3 separate regions of the Mus musculus genome follow, and all the other regions are linked to region 3. A link is a contact called in public HiChIP or PLAC-seq data. All regions are on one chromosome and are shown on one strand. The core of a region is the stretch at or near the end of the contact, and the rest is flanking DNA. Distances in the headings are between cores, read along the strand shown. Region 1 overlaps Platr22 (pluripotency associated transcript 22). Region 2 has its middle 9.6 kb from the start of Gm34056. Region 3 has its middle 45 kb from the start of Zfp281.

Evidence for each region. HiChIP or PLAC-seq counts read pairs in DNA pulled down with a chosen protein or histone mark.
Region 1: a BATF HiChIP or PLAC-seq map of CD8 T cells shows a contact between it and region 3, with 6 read pairs. The contact joins two enhancer-like sites. A contact is called at or near these places in 1 of 39 promoter capture datasets (the HPC-7 cell line), 1 of 15 datasets of contacts at CTCF or cohesin (CD8 T cells), 5 of 484 Hi-C or Micro-C datasets (the G1E-ER4 cell line, embryonic stem cells and nephron progenitors) and 14 of 115 datasets of contacts at active chromatin or transcription factors (CD8 T cells, T-cell acute lymphoblastic leukemia, bone marrow-derived macrophages and 7 more).
Region 2: a contact with region 3 is called in a BATF HiChIP or PLAC-seq map of CD8 T cells, with 11 read pairs. The contact joins two enhancer-like sites. A contact is called at or near these places in 1 of 15 datasets of contacts at CTCF or cohesin (CD8 T cells), 20 of 484 Hi-C or Micro-C datasets (CD4 T cells, CD8 T cells, the HPC-7 cell line and 9 more) and 15 of 115 datasets of contacts at active chromatin or transcription factors (CD8 T cells, the HPC-7 cell line, the SCID.adh cell line and 6 more).

The regions. Positions count from the first base shown.
Region 1 is chr1:136,706,160-136,710,087 of GRCm38.p6, reverse strand. The region is part of intron 2 of Platr22 (pluripotency associated transcript 22); the gene reads right to left. Among named protein-coding and RNA genes, the nearest start is that of Platr22, 12 kb to the right of the region's middle. Within about 2 kb of position 2,502, at least 73 of the 459 cell types and tissues checked have an H3K27ac peak or open chromatin away from gene starts, as enhancers often do. A contact at or near this core is called in CD8 T cells, where this site is marked.
Region 2 is chr1:136,670,408-136,674,170 of GRCm38.p6, reverse strand. It overlaps Gm41958. Among named protein-coding and RNA genes, the nearest start is that of Gm34056, 9.6 kb to the right of the region's middle. Within about 2 kb of position 1,435, at least 63 of the 459 cell types and tissues checked have an H3K27ac peak or open chromatin away from gene starts, as enhancers often do. A contact at or near this core is called in CD8 T cells, the SCID.adh cell line, bone marrow-derived macrophages and 2 more, where this site is marked.
Region 3 is chr1:136,577,687-136,581,263 of GRCm38.p6, reverse strand. No RefSeq gene overlaps it. Among named protein-coding and RNA genes, the nearest start is that of Zfp281, 45 kb to the left of the region's middle. Within about 2 kb of position 1,658, at least 57 of the 459 cell types and tissues checked have an H3K27ac peak or open chromatin away from gene starts, as enhancers often do. A contact at or near this core is called in CD8 T cells, the SCID.adh cell line, bone marrow-derived macrophages and 2 more, where this site is marked.

The DNA.
Region 1 (3,928 bases), core at 1,253-3,752, 130 kb before region 3:
CATGACTGAAGCTCTAAGTTCTTCCAGGGACCACACAGCTTCTGAAACAAAGGCAGCCAACGGTCTGCAGAGGGTGGCAATGACTGCTTTTGGAAGCACAACCCTGGCAAAGACAGCGGTGTGCATTTGACTCGACTTAGGAAGGGTGGGCTTGCCAAGTTCACATTTGGTATCTGAATCTTTGAAAGTAAATCAAGAGTCCTCAACCTCAGAAGCTCCGAACAATCACACTTCTTAGTTTAGTTTGGGCCATGAGTGAACAACACAAGGGGAAGCTGGCCTTCTGAAAACTGTGTTGGCCAGGGACTGGCAACGCACAAAGCCTCCAAGACAAGAGTCAGCATAGTAAATGGTGCAGTGCAATACCCTGGGAGCCGAATCCTCAGATGGCCAACAGACCACACAAAAGAACGGTCACGGTGGAGATGGGAGCCATCCCTGCAGCCAGCCTGTGTGCATTCAGTAGGTCCCTCAGCAGAAGTGTCTTGGGCTCTGGGGACCTAGCATCAGAGTATGGTGGAGAAGCAGCAGAGGCAGAAGATGCCCACCACCACTGCAAACAGATACCACCTCCAAGCCATACTTTCCCCAAGCACAAGCTGGGGGATCTTTTAGTGAAATGGAACAATATATTCACAGCCACATGAAATATTAAAAGGTCCATCGAGTCTTATTCATAAAGGCTGATCCTGGCTGTCATTTTACTATGGTGCAAGGCCTGGACCAGTCACCTCTGTGTGTTAATCCCATGTGATCCTCAATGTCCACAGCATTGTTAGCACTGTGTGAAAGATGAACGTGACACAGTCATACAAGTGTGAAGGGACAGAATCCACACTCCAATCTGCCTGACTTGTCTCCAGAGCTCATGTCACTGTTGTGTGACCTACACCGCCCTTCTCTTCTTCCCCACGTCTTCAGTTTCACCTCAGCTTCCTGCCATGCCTTTTTTCTGAAAGTAACTTTCAGCCTCACTTGTACAGCAGTGTCCCTCGACCTGTGAGTCGCGACCCCCTTTCACAGGGGTCATCTAAGACCATCCGAAAGCATACTTACATTATAACTCATAGCAGTAGCAAAACGACAGTTATGAAGTAGCAGTGAGGTAATTTTGTGGCTGAGGGGGGTCACCACAATATGATTCTAGAAGTGTATCAAAGGGGCGTGGCATTAGGAAGGTTGAGAACGGCTGTTACAGAGGAAGGGCGGGAACATCTGCAGCTCTCCCCTGTAGGTCAGCTTGACTCTAATGGTGGGCCTCCCTAAGGCTTTCCATGTTAAAACAAAACAAACAACAACAGAACAGCCCACCTTAAACCTTGGCTGACTATTTAATTTGTTGTCCAAACGCTGATCAGCGGTTCTCAGCCTTCCTGATGCGGCTACCCTTTAATACACTTCATATTGTGGTGACCACCAACCATAAAATTATTTTCGTTGCTACTTTATGACTGTAATTTTGCTGCTGTTATGAATCATAATATAAATATCTGATATGTGGGATATCTGATATACGACCACAGGTGAAGAACCGCTTCCTCAGACAATGGAAGGGGAAGCTGGGCATGATGGATCAGCTGTAATCCTTGCGATGCTGAGGCAGGGGGATCAAGACCAGCCTAGGCTGCACAGTAAGACCCTGTCTCCAGGGTGGGCAGAGAAGGGGGTGCCAACAGCAGCCACTCCTTCTTGACACCTGACTTTTTTTTTCAAGTCATAAAGGGAAGAGTGTGCAAATGTGTCATGACACACGTGTAGAGGTCAGAGGTCAGCTTCAGGACGATTTATCCTTCCACTTGTATATGGGTTCCAGGGCTCCAACTCCGCTTGTCAGCCCTGCCCAGCAAGGGCTTTTACCTGCTAAAGCATCTTGAAGGCCCTACTGTCTCCCCCTAGGGGAGACATATTTAGAGGTTATCTGAGAGGACAAAATAATCAAAGTTCTTTCTCTGCTTAGTCATCAATCATCACGGAAAACATCTGTGAACAGGTGCGTGCAGGTGGGGTGGGGAGGCGGGCAGGATCTATACAGCCAGTCACGAGTAGGCCCCGAATCAGACAACAGCTCAGTCCTGCAACTCACTTTGGATATGACACCATTCAGCCGGTCACCGTGTCAGATCCCACACGTTGAAGACACTTTGGTCCCAGGCTCCCCACATCCCGTGCCAGTCGCTATGGATCGTTTTTGAGTTGTGCTTCTAACCAACTACAACTCAGCTGTGCTAGTCAGTGCTATTCAGGCTCACGGTGCCTGGGAAGAGACACCGTGGTGACCACAGCAACTCTTATGAAGGAAAAAGTCTCGTTGGGGCTGGCTTACAATTCAGAGGTCCGTTATCGTCATAGTGGGAAGCGCGGCTGCATGCAGGCAGAAATGGTGAAGGAGATGTAGCTGAGAGTTCTACATCCGGATTGGCAGGCAGCCGGAAGAGAGAGCCACACTGAGCCTGTCTTGAGCTTCTGAAACTCAAAGCTCCTCCCCCTTCCCCCAGTGACACACCTCCTCAAAAAGGCCACACCTACTCCAACAAGGCCACACCTCCTCATAGGGCCACGCCCTGTGAGCCTCTGGAGGTCATTTCCTTTCAAACCACCACACCAGCTGTGCCTCCCTCCTCCTGTTTGGCTAATCTGCTGGTGTTGCAAGTAAGGAAACAGGCTTGCTGGCTTACTGTAGAACTAGGTAACAGATGAAGGGACGCACAGGGCTCAGGGCATAGTCAAGACAGGGGTTTGAGGGAAAGCCAGCTTCCAGGTGCTTAGAACAGCCAGCCATCTATCTCATGGCTCTCCGAACTCAGGTCTTTGTGGAATGTTCACTACGTAGGCATGACTGAGTTCGTGACTGAGTTGATCACTGGTAACAAATTTGCAGCCTCTCTCGCTTCCTTCCCTGCGCTTTCCCGGTGCCCAGGCCCCATCCCAAAGCCAGTAATTAGCTCAGTAGCAACCAAAACCAAACAAACAAAAATCTCACATTTATCATAGGTTTACTCCTCAACATTACTCGTTTCCTGAGCGCGGTTCAGGCACACTAGGCAGGATGGTGTGAGGGAGCATTTGTTGAACATATGAGGTGCTGGGTACCATCCAAACATTGCCTAGAAAAAAGTCTAGTCAAGATAGCACATGTATCCCATCAGCTGCGGTGATTTTCAATATGGAGCAGAGCCTACCGCAGGTGGGCTTGACCCAAATGGCCCTGCTGCAGGAAAACGGCTCCTATTTTGTCGCCCCAAGCACAGCCTGACTGTGTTTCTGATCTTAGTGCATTTTGAGGACAAAATGTTCGGGGCTTCAGGAAAGTGTATGAGCAGAAACTGTCTGCACCTAAAATGGCCACCAGAGCAACAGCCAGACAACATTTAACCGCATTGTAATCTATCTGCCGGCTAAATGGCATACTCTCCAGCACGATGCCTGTTGACAATTGCCATGGTAACCGTGGCAGGGAACTATAAAAGGAACAAAAAGAGACTGCCTTAAGGTTCCCAGAAAAGAGATGAATAAATATCTTCACTACCCATCACCCTTATCAGCACCTCATTTTTAAAATCTTTTTTTTTAATTTACCTTTATTTTATGTGCATTGGTGTTTTGCCTGCATGTATGTCTGTGTGAGAGTGCTGATCTTGGAGTTACAGACAGTTGTGAGCTGCCATGTGGGTGCTGGAATTTGAACTGGCGTCTTCTGGAAGAATAGCTAACGCCCTCACCTGCTGATCCATCTCTCCAGCACTTTCTTCCCCTCATTTTTGATACCGTATCTATAACCTCCCTTTGTCCCCGTTTCTCTTGTTCTTGTTGAATAGGAAGATATCTGTTTCGCTATTTAGTCAATGCTCATTGCTTTCTCACTTCAGAAAGGGAAAAGGGACAAGTCTAGAGACAAAAATCTCAGTAACAAATCAGGCTGAGGGAATTC
Region 2 (3,763 bases), core at 186-2,685, 93 kb before region 3:
TGCGTTTTGAATTTGGTTGGTGTGTGTGTGTATTTGTATTTGGCTTTGTTTATGAGACATAGTCACTTTTGGCTGGCCTGGAACTCACCATATAGACCAGGTAAGCTCCTAACTCATAGAGATCCACCTTCCTCTGTCCTCTAAGTACTGTGATTAAAGGTTTGCACTACCGTGCCTAACTCAAAAACATTTTTTTTTTTTTTTAAAAAGGCAGGCTGGAGAGGTCAGGCATAGTGCCCTAAGCCTTTAATCCCAGTGTTTCAGAAGCAGAGGAAAGCAGATATTTGAGCTACAGGCCAGCATAGTGCCTTTCAGGCCCACCAGGGCACACAAGTGAGATCCTAACTTAAAAAAAAATATCCAGGCTGAGGGTCCCTGGAGAGATGTGAGTTCAGTTCCCAATATCCCTTTCTGGCTGCTAATAGCATAATATATAATATAAAATAATATAATATAATATAATAATTTCAGCCTCCACAGGCATTACAATCATGTGCACAAACCCATAGGCACAAACATATGCATGTAATTAAAAATATTTAAAAACAAAACAAATCCCCAATGACATCCTAACTTTAAGGTTATTGTAGAATATGACCTTGCCTTTCCAGTTCCTTTTTAGTTATGAGTCACACATATTTCTGTGCCTGTAACAAAGACTCCTCAGGCAGACCTGTGTTTGCTAACAACTTCCTTCATTCAGTTCACTCCCGTAATCTTCTCAGCAGCCAGGCCCCTGCAAGAAGCCACTATTATCCCCATCGGAGATAAGGATCCAGAGGCTGAGAGAAGCGTCCAGGAGGGAAAACAGAAAGAGGAAGCCTGGTGCTCACCTGCTGACTCTGGGCGGTCTTTTGAGAAAAGCCATTTGAGGCAGGGGGAGGCAGGACTTAAACTAGCATCCAGGAGGCCCTGGGTTAAATTCTCCGCACTAAATAAACCAGGTGTGTTGGCATATACCTGTAATCCCAGCACTTGGGAGACAGAGACAGAAGGACCATCATCACGATCATCCCCAGCAACAGTGCCAGTTCAAGTCCAACCTGGGATACATAAGAACTTGCCTCAATAAAAAATTAATAACAATAAATTAAATTAAATTAAAAAACCCTTACCAACTACAGAAAAGCCTTCACCATCTTCATACAGTCAACATATAACTGTGCACACTGGACAGCATGTCAGGTGTAGGCAGAAGACTTTTAGAAAGTCTTGCCCTGAGCTTCACAGTACAGTGGGGGAGGGGCAAGGGGCATCTTCTAGAATTTGCTTAATCCGATAGATATCCCATCATCTACTGGCTAGATCTTCACATCTCCGCTTCAGACTCAGAAACTTTTCACTTGAATTAGAGCTCAGAGGAACCCCAGTGGGAGTGGCAGTCTAAGGCGGGCACTCTTTGAAGGCCGCCACAGAGGATGTGGCTCATAAAGCAGAGCGTGGAAGGACCAAAAAGATTCCACTAAGCGGAGAGCAGGGCATTCTGGGTCTGTGGTAGTGTGTGAAGAGTCTTCTAACAAAAGACTGCAAGGGCTTATGTGCTGCTGGGGATGTGGACCAGTGGATGGAGGTAGGGACCAGGAGGAGACCTAACTGCATACAGCATACTACACAGGGCTTAAAAGGAACCAAGCAAGGCTGCCCTGCCTTCATGCAGAAGGGCCTCAGGACTGGATGTGGATTTAGAAAGATAACGCTACCCCAGGGCAGAGGATGGACAGATCCCAGACTAACACCAAACTGAGGCCTGCTTCTGGGAGCTTTGGAGGCAGGTGGGTTGCTGGGCTGTTGGGCAAGTCCCTAACTTCTTTAAAACTTCACCTTGTTTATTTTATATGGAAGGAATCTGCCCTCTGGGCCACTGTGTAAACAAAGTGAGGCCAGGCTCCTGGGTACAAAATTCTTGAACAGGATCAGGCAGTCTGACAACATGGTGGTAGGCAGAGACCACAGGCTAGCTCTCAGGTTTCTAAGTGGGTAGGTGAAGACTGGGCGAGGGCCCACTTCACCAGTCCGTCTTGGGGCACAGGAGGAGGAACTACCGTTTTCCCCCACCCCCTAGAGTTGTGCTTAGGGTGGCATCTGAAGCCCAGGAGATGGAATTACAGGGAACGCCAATCCATGGGGCACAACCAGGGGAAGAAGCGGAGGGGTGATTGCTTTGTCCAGAATGAATGCTCTAGCTCAAGGTTGCTGGGAGCGGAGAGGCATTCAACAAAGCCAATTGCATGCCAGGCGCAACCTTGGGGCCTGAAACCGGAATAAAAAGACCATCCACGGAGAGTTCACGTTGTCATGGGGGAAAGAACTAGTCAATAAGTCCCACAGACTGAGCGCTGGAAAACACCCATGGGAGAAGGAGAGACGCTGAATACCCAGGGGTATCTTACCCCACACCAGCTCTTAGGAGTCAGGCAACATTTGAGCCCGACACCTGAAATTACGAGACCTTTAACCGAGGGCTCTGTAAGTGCAAGGCTCAGGTGAGCCTTTTAAGTGTGTATCCTATTTAATCCTCAGCACCCAATGAGGCAGGTATTATCATTATCCCGACCTTAGAAATACCATAGCCAAACTATAGCTGCTGAGCTACTTGCTAAACAGTTAGTAAAGCTGGAGAAAGAGCCTTTGGCCCAGGCAGGCCAGGCACAGATAGAACCTGAGCTCATAGACTGTCTTGTTTATGAAAAATATGTAGACCAAACAAGTCCACCCAGGAATATTGCCCGGACATATTAGCAGTGTTGTAATATTACTTCCAGGGTGGATGCTTCATAGAGACTTAAGCAAAATGGAGTCAGTCAGTGACTGGGGACAAAGGATGTCATGGATGACACGGTTCTGGTTTGGTTTTGTTTGTTTTGATCTGCAAATACACCACTCAAAAGCTATCATGGGGAGAAGAAATCACCCCACAGTGCCTCAGCCTCTAGCAAGCAGCAACACCTTCGGGAGCTGGTCTATCTGGAGTAAAGTCTCCATTGTAGATAACATAGCACGGCTTCACAAACCGCGAAGACTCAGGGCTGGACAGCTCAGGGGTACAGTACTTCCTTGTTAAGAGTGAGACTCTGGGTTTGACAGATGCCAGCATTAAAGGAGCAACCTGAAAACTCCGAGTGAGCAGAACATTGAATATCTCCATAAGATGGGGGACATGTCAGGTGACAGCCCACAAACTGGGCTGAAAGGGAAAAAGCCCTCGCTGGTCTTACAGTTCTAAGTCAGTTTGTCTTACCTGCCACTGGGAGAATTTGCTCAGGGGCTCCACAGACAACTCGATTCACTGACAATCATTCCCCAGCAGCCCAGGCAGACAGGACAGGCTGCTCCTGGCTTTTACTTTTCTGTCCCTGACCTTCCTCCTCCTAGACAATCGGAGTGTTGTCCCTTGTGAGGCACAATCAAAACAGTAAGATGAAAGCAAGCTGGCTCCTAGAAAGGCCAAGATCCCAAAGTGCTATGCTAAGTGCTTCCGATCGACGCAGGCGCCTCTCCCACGTGACTGCGAAGAGCGCCTGCCTCACAGGACCAATGTGCTGCACAAGGGAACAGCAGCAGCAAGCCTAGCCGTATGGCTGAGTTCGCCTCTGGTCTCCGCGCCTGCACCTCTCTCCCTGCTGACCACCCAGCCACAAGGGCCGCTCTGTTCTCCAGCACACTGAGGCCATTCCGAGGGAGGCATCTGCACTTGCTCGGGCTCAGAAACACTTGTGGTGTGAATGAGTTTCTCACCGCAGCTCTCTGGACAGATATAATCCCT
Region 3 (3,577 bases), core at 409-2,908:
TTTCCTTCTGCAGTCACTCCCTGCCACCTTGTCCCTGTGCCCCTAGACTCTTGGACTTCTGCAGAGCTAAGGACTGACACGATTCCACCTTTGGGTGGTTTTTATCCTGTGGACACTTCTTTCTTCAAATTTTCTAATTAAAAAAAAAAAAACATGATGTGTGTGTATGTCTGTCTGTTTGTCTCTCTCTGTATGTGTGCCTTTCTGAGTCTCCTTCTCTCTCCCTTTCTACCTCTTTCTGTCTCTCTCCCTCCCTCCCTCTGTGGTGTGGTGTGGTGTGGATATTATATGCACAGGTGTTGTAGGAGGCCAGAGGAAGAAGTCAAGTCCACTGCTGAATCACTCTCTCTTATTTGCTCTTGAGACAAAGTTGCTCGAAGAACCTGGAGCTATGCTGCTGTCTTCCAGCCCCTCACTCTCTCAAGCACTTGGAGGGGTGTTTTATAGATGCATCTAAACATGTCCAGCTTCTAAAAATGGGTCTTGGGAATATGGACTCCAGCCCTCAAGCTATAGCGAGTGCTCTTACCCACTCCCAGACCCGCTTCCAGGTTTTTCTCAGCACCACTCTACATTTATTTATATATAATACATTTCCCTCTGTTTATAAGAGAATCAAAGAAGTAGGGGCTGAAGAGAGGACAGGAAGAACTCGGGCGTATCTCAGATTTTTCTTACACAGAAACGGAAGCTTGCTGAGCTGATGAGATTGTACCACCTCAGTGTCTCCACTTGGTGAATACAAAGCAGCAGAGACCTGGTACAGGTAGGATTCTCCCATGGATTCAGGAAAGTATGCGGGTGATGCCTCCAAATGCCATCTCTGCCAGCCACGGCCAGCCCTCTACTAACCTCGGCGGCCATAGCTTCTGCTTTTCTTTTCCTTGCCTGAGAGCGAAGTCATGCTCACCCTAAACTCAACAGTTTCTCTTTGATCCTGTCCTTTAAAGCTCAAACCATTTTAACAGAGGAGTCCTTCTCTTTAAAAAACCAACTGTATTAGTCAGGGTTCTCTAGAGTCACAGAACTTATGGATAATTTCTAAATAGTAAAGGAATTTATTGATGACTTACAGTCGGCAGCCCAATTCCCAACAATGGTTCAGTCGCAGCTGTGAATGGAAGTCCAAGGATCTAGCAGTTACTCAGTCTCACGCAGCAAGCAGGCGAAGGAGCAAGAGCAAGAGCTAGACTCCCTACTTCCAATGTCCTTATATTGTCTCCAGCAGAAGGTGGAGCCCAGATTAAAGGTGTGTTCCACCACACCTTTAATCCCAGATGAAAGGCGTAGCCCAGATTAAGGGTGTGTTCCTTAAACTCGGAGATTCAATCTTCTGGAATCCATAGCCACTATGGCTCAAGATCTTCAAACCAAGATCCAGATAAGGATCTCCAAGCCTCCAGATAAGGGTCACTGGTGAGCCTTCCAATTCCGGATTGTAGTTCATTCCAAATATTGTCAAGTTGACAACCAGGAATAGCCACTATACCAACCAATGGCAGACGTTATTGACAAACTGGATTCTTTTTTTTGGAAGTGCTTTCAGACTCTGAAAATGAGAACAAACCATCTGACCCGGCACAGTTAGTAAGACGCGGAGGGCTTGCTCATGCCTTCTGTTAGTGGGAAGCCCGATAACATCTATTTCCCTCTCTCTGCTACAGCCTCCTCTTCAGAAGAGAAACTCTCACGTGCACGGCAAAGCCCTCACATCCTGCCGGGTTGCCACATTTCAGTACCCCCGGCCCCGCTCCTCGAATTCCGGTGGTGAAGTTATCCTATATCCATCTCACATCTTGCAAGGGACCATGGCAAGGTTTGACAAAAGCGGGGAATTCCTGTGAACATCTGCCCCGGGGAAAGGATTGTCCTCAGGTTTGCCAGCAGGAGCCGGCTTCTCTCAGAAAATGCCTGGTTTGTGAATCACCCGGAACAACTACAGGTTATAACTGACTGAACCTAACTTTCTTTGCTATCTTAGAAGCCACCTGGAAAGCAGAAATGGGAATGGAATTGACCATCTGTATCCTTACTAAGGGACAAACTCCCCAAGTGCCTTTTTCTCTCCCCTCGGACTTGGACATCTTCCTTTTTTTTTTTTTTTTCTTTTCTCCTTTTAAAAGATTTATATATTTTATGTATGTGAGTATACTGTCTCTGTTTTTGGACATCCCAGAAGCATCAGATCCCATTACAGATGATTGTGAGCCACCACGTGGTTGCTGGGAATTGAACTCAGGACCTCGGGAAGAGCAGATAGTGCTTTTAATGGCTGAGCCATCTCTCCAGCCCTAGACAGTTTCTTTTTATAAGTTAGCTGGAACACTTAAAAAGTGGAAGCCATTGGATGGCATGAAGTCTCTCTCTCTCTCTCTCTCTCTCTGTGTGTGTGTGTGTGTGTGTGTGTGTGTGTGTGTGTGTTTCTTTCTTTTTCTTTTTTCCAGATAAGATTTCTCTGTATACTCCTGTCTATCTGTCCTGGAACACGCTCTGTAGACCAGGCTAGCCTCAAACTCACAGAGATCCTCCTGCCTCTTTCTCCCAAGGGCTGGGATCAAAGGTGTGCAGCCCAACCTCAGGGCACATAAAGGTATTTCTAAGCATCTTTACAACCACCCTTGGCTATAGATGACACACGGCTGTGCCATGAACATCAGAGCTTTGTAGCTGTGCATTCATTGAGGTGCATCATAACCAAGATTCAGAACGTTAAGTTACAATTTCATCCCCAGAGTCACCGAGTTCCTGTAAACTGCATGGAACAGTACTTCCTTTTTGATTGCTTTTCAGAGTGAATGAAGAAGAGGAAGAGAGGATCGTGGCTTATCATAGAGTTCACACAGGAAGGACACAGCAGGCGTTGTGTTTGATAGACAGTCCTTTTGACCCCTGTCAGGGGAGGCATTGGTAAAGCGAAACACAGCCTCGCCACTGACTGTGAGCCCTGTCTGTCCACCCGTAACTCTGGGAATGAGGGAAGCAAAGCCAATTCCAGAGGTGCAGACAAAGAGTACCCTCCCCACGGAGCCCGCATGATAAGTGGCCCCAGAGAGCATCCCTGTGATCAGTCAGAGAGGCAGGCAAGTTATTAGCTTAGCCCTGAACCTCCCACTTAATGTAGGACCAGTGGTGATGTTTAACAGACCCTGGCCGCGGTGACAAGCCTGGGACCTGCTCGAGGAAATCCAATTGAAAGGCAGCCAAGAGGAACAACAAGCTAGAAACAGATGTTCTGGCCACCAGGATGTACACACATTTAACCTGAACGTGTGGCTGGAGGGATATAGCCAAGAGCGCTCACTCTCAATACAGGGGTGTCATCTCTTCCCCAATATACCGATTGTCAAGTTCAATTACAACCATCCACATTTGTTTTGTCAAATTTTTAGCAGTTCCTTTAAAATAAGATGTCAAACTGATAATAACAGCTATTCAAGGAATTCAAGAAACTTGATTTATCTACTGGGTTTTACTAAAACATTTCAGTAAAGTCACACACTCCAGTTTCACAGTAACTGAAAATTATTATTAGTTTTTTAAAGCCACCTGGACGAAGTTCAGCTCAGCTAAGCATTCT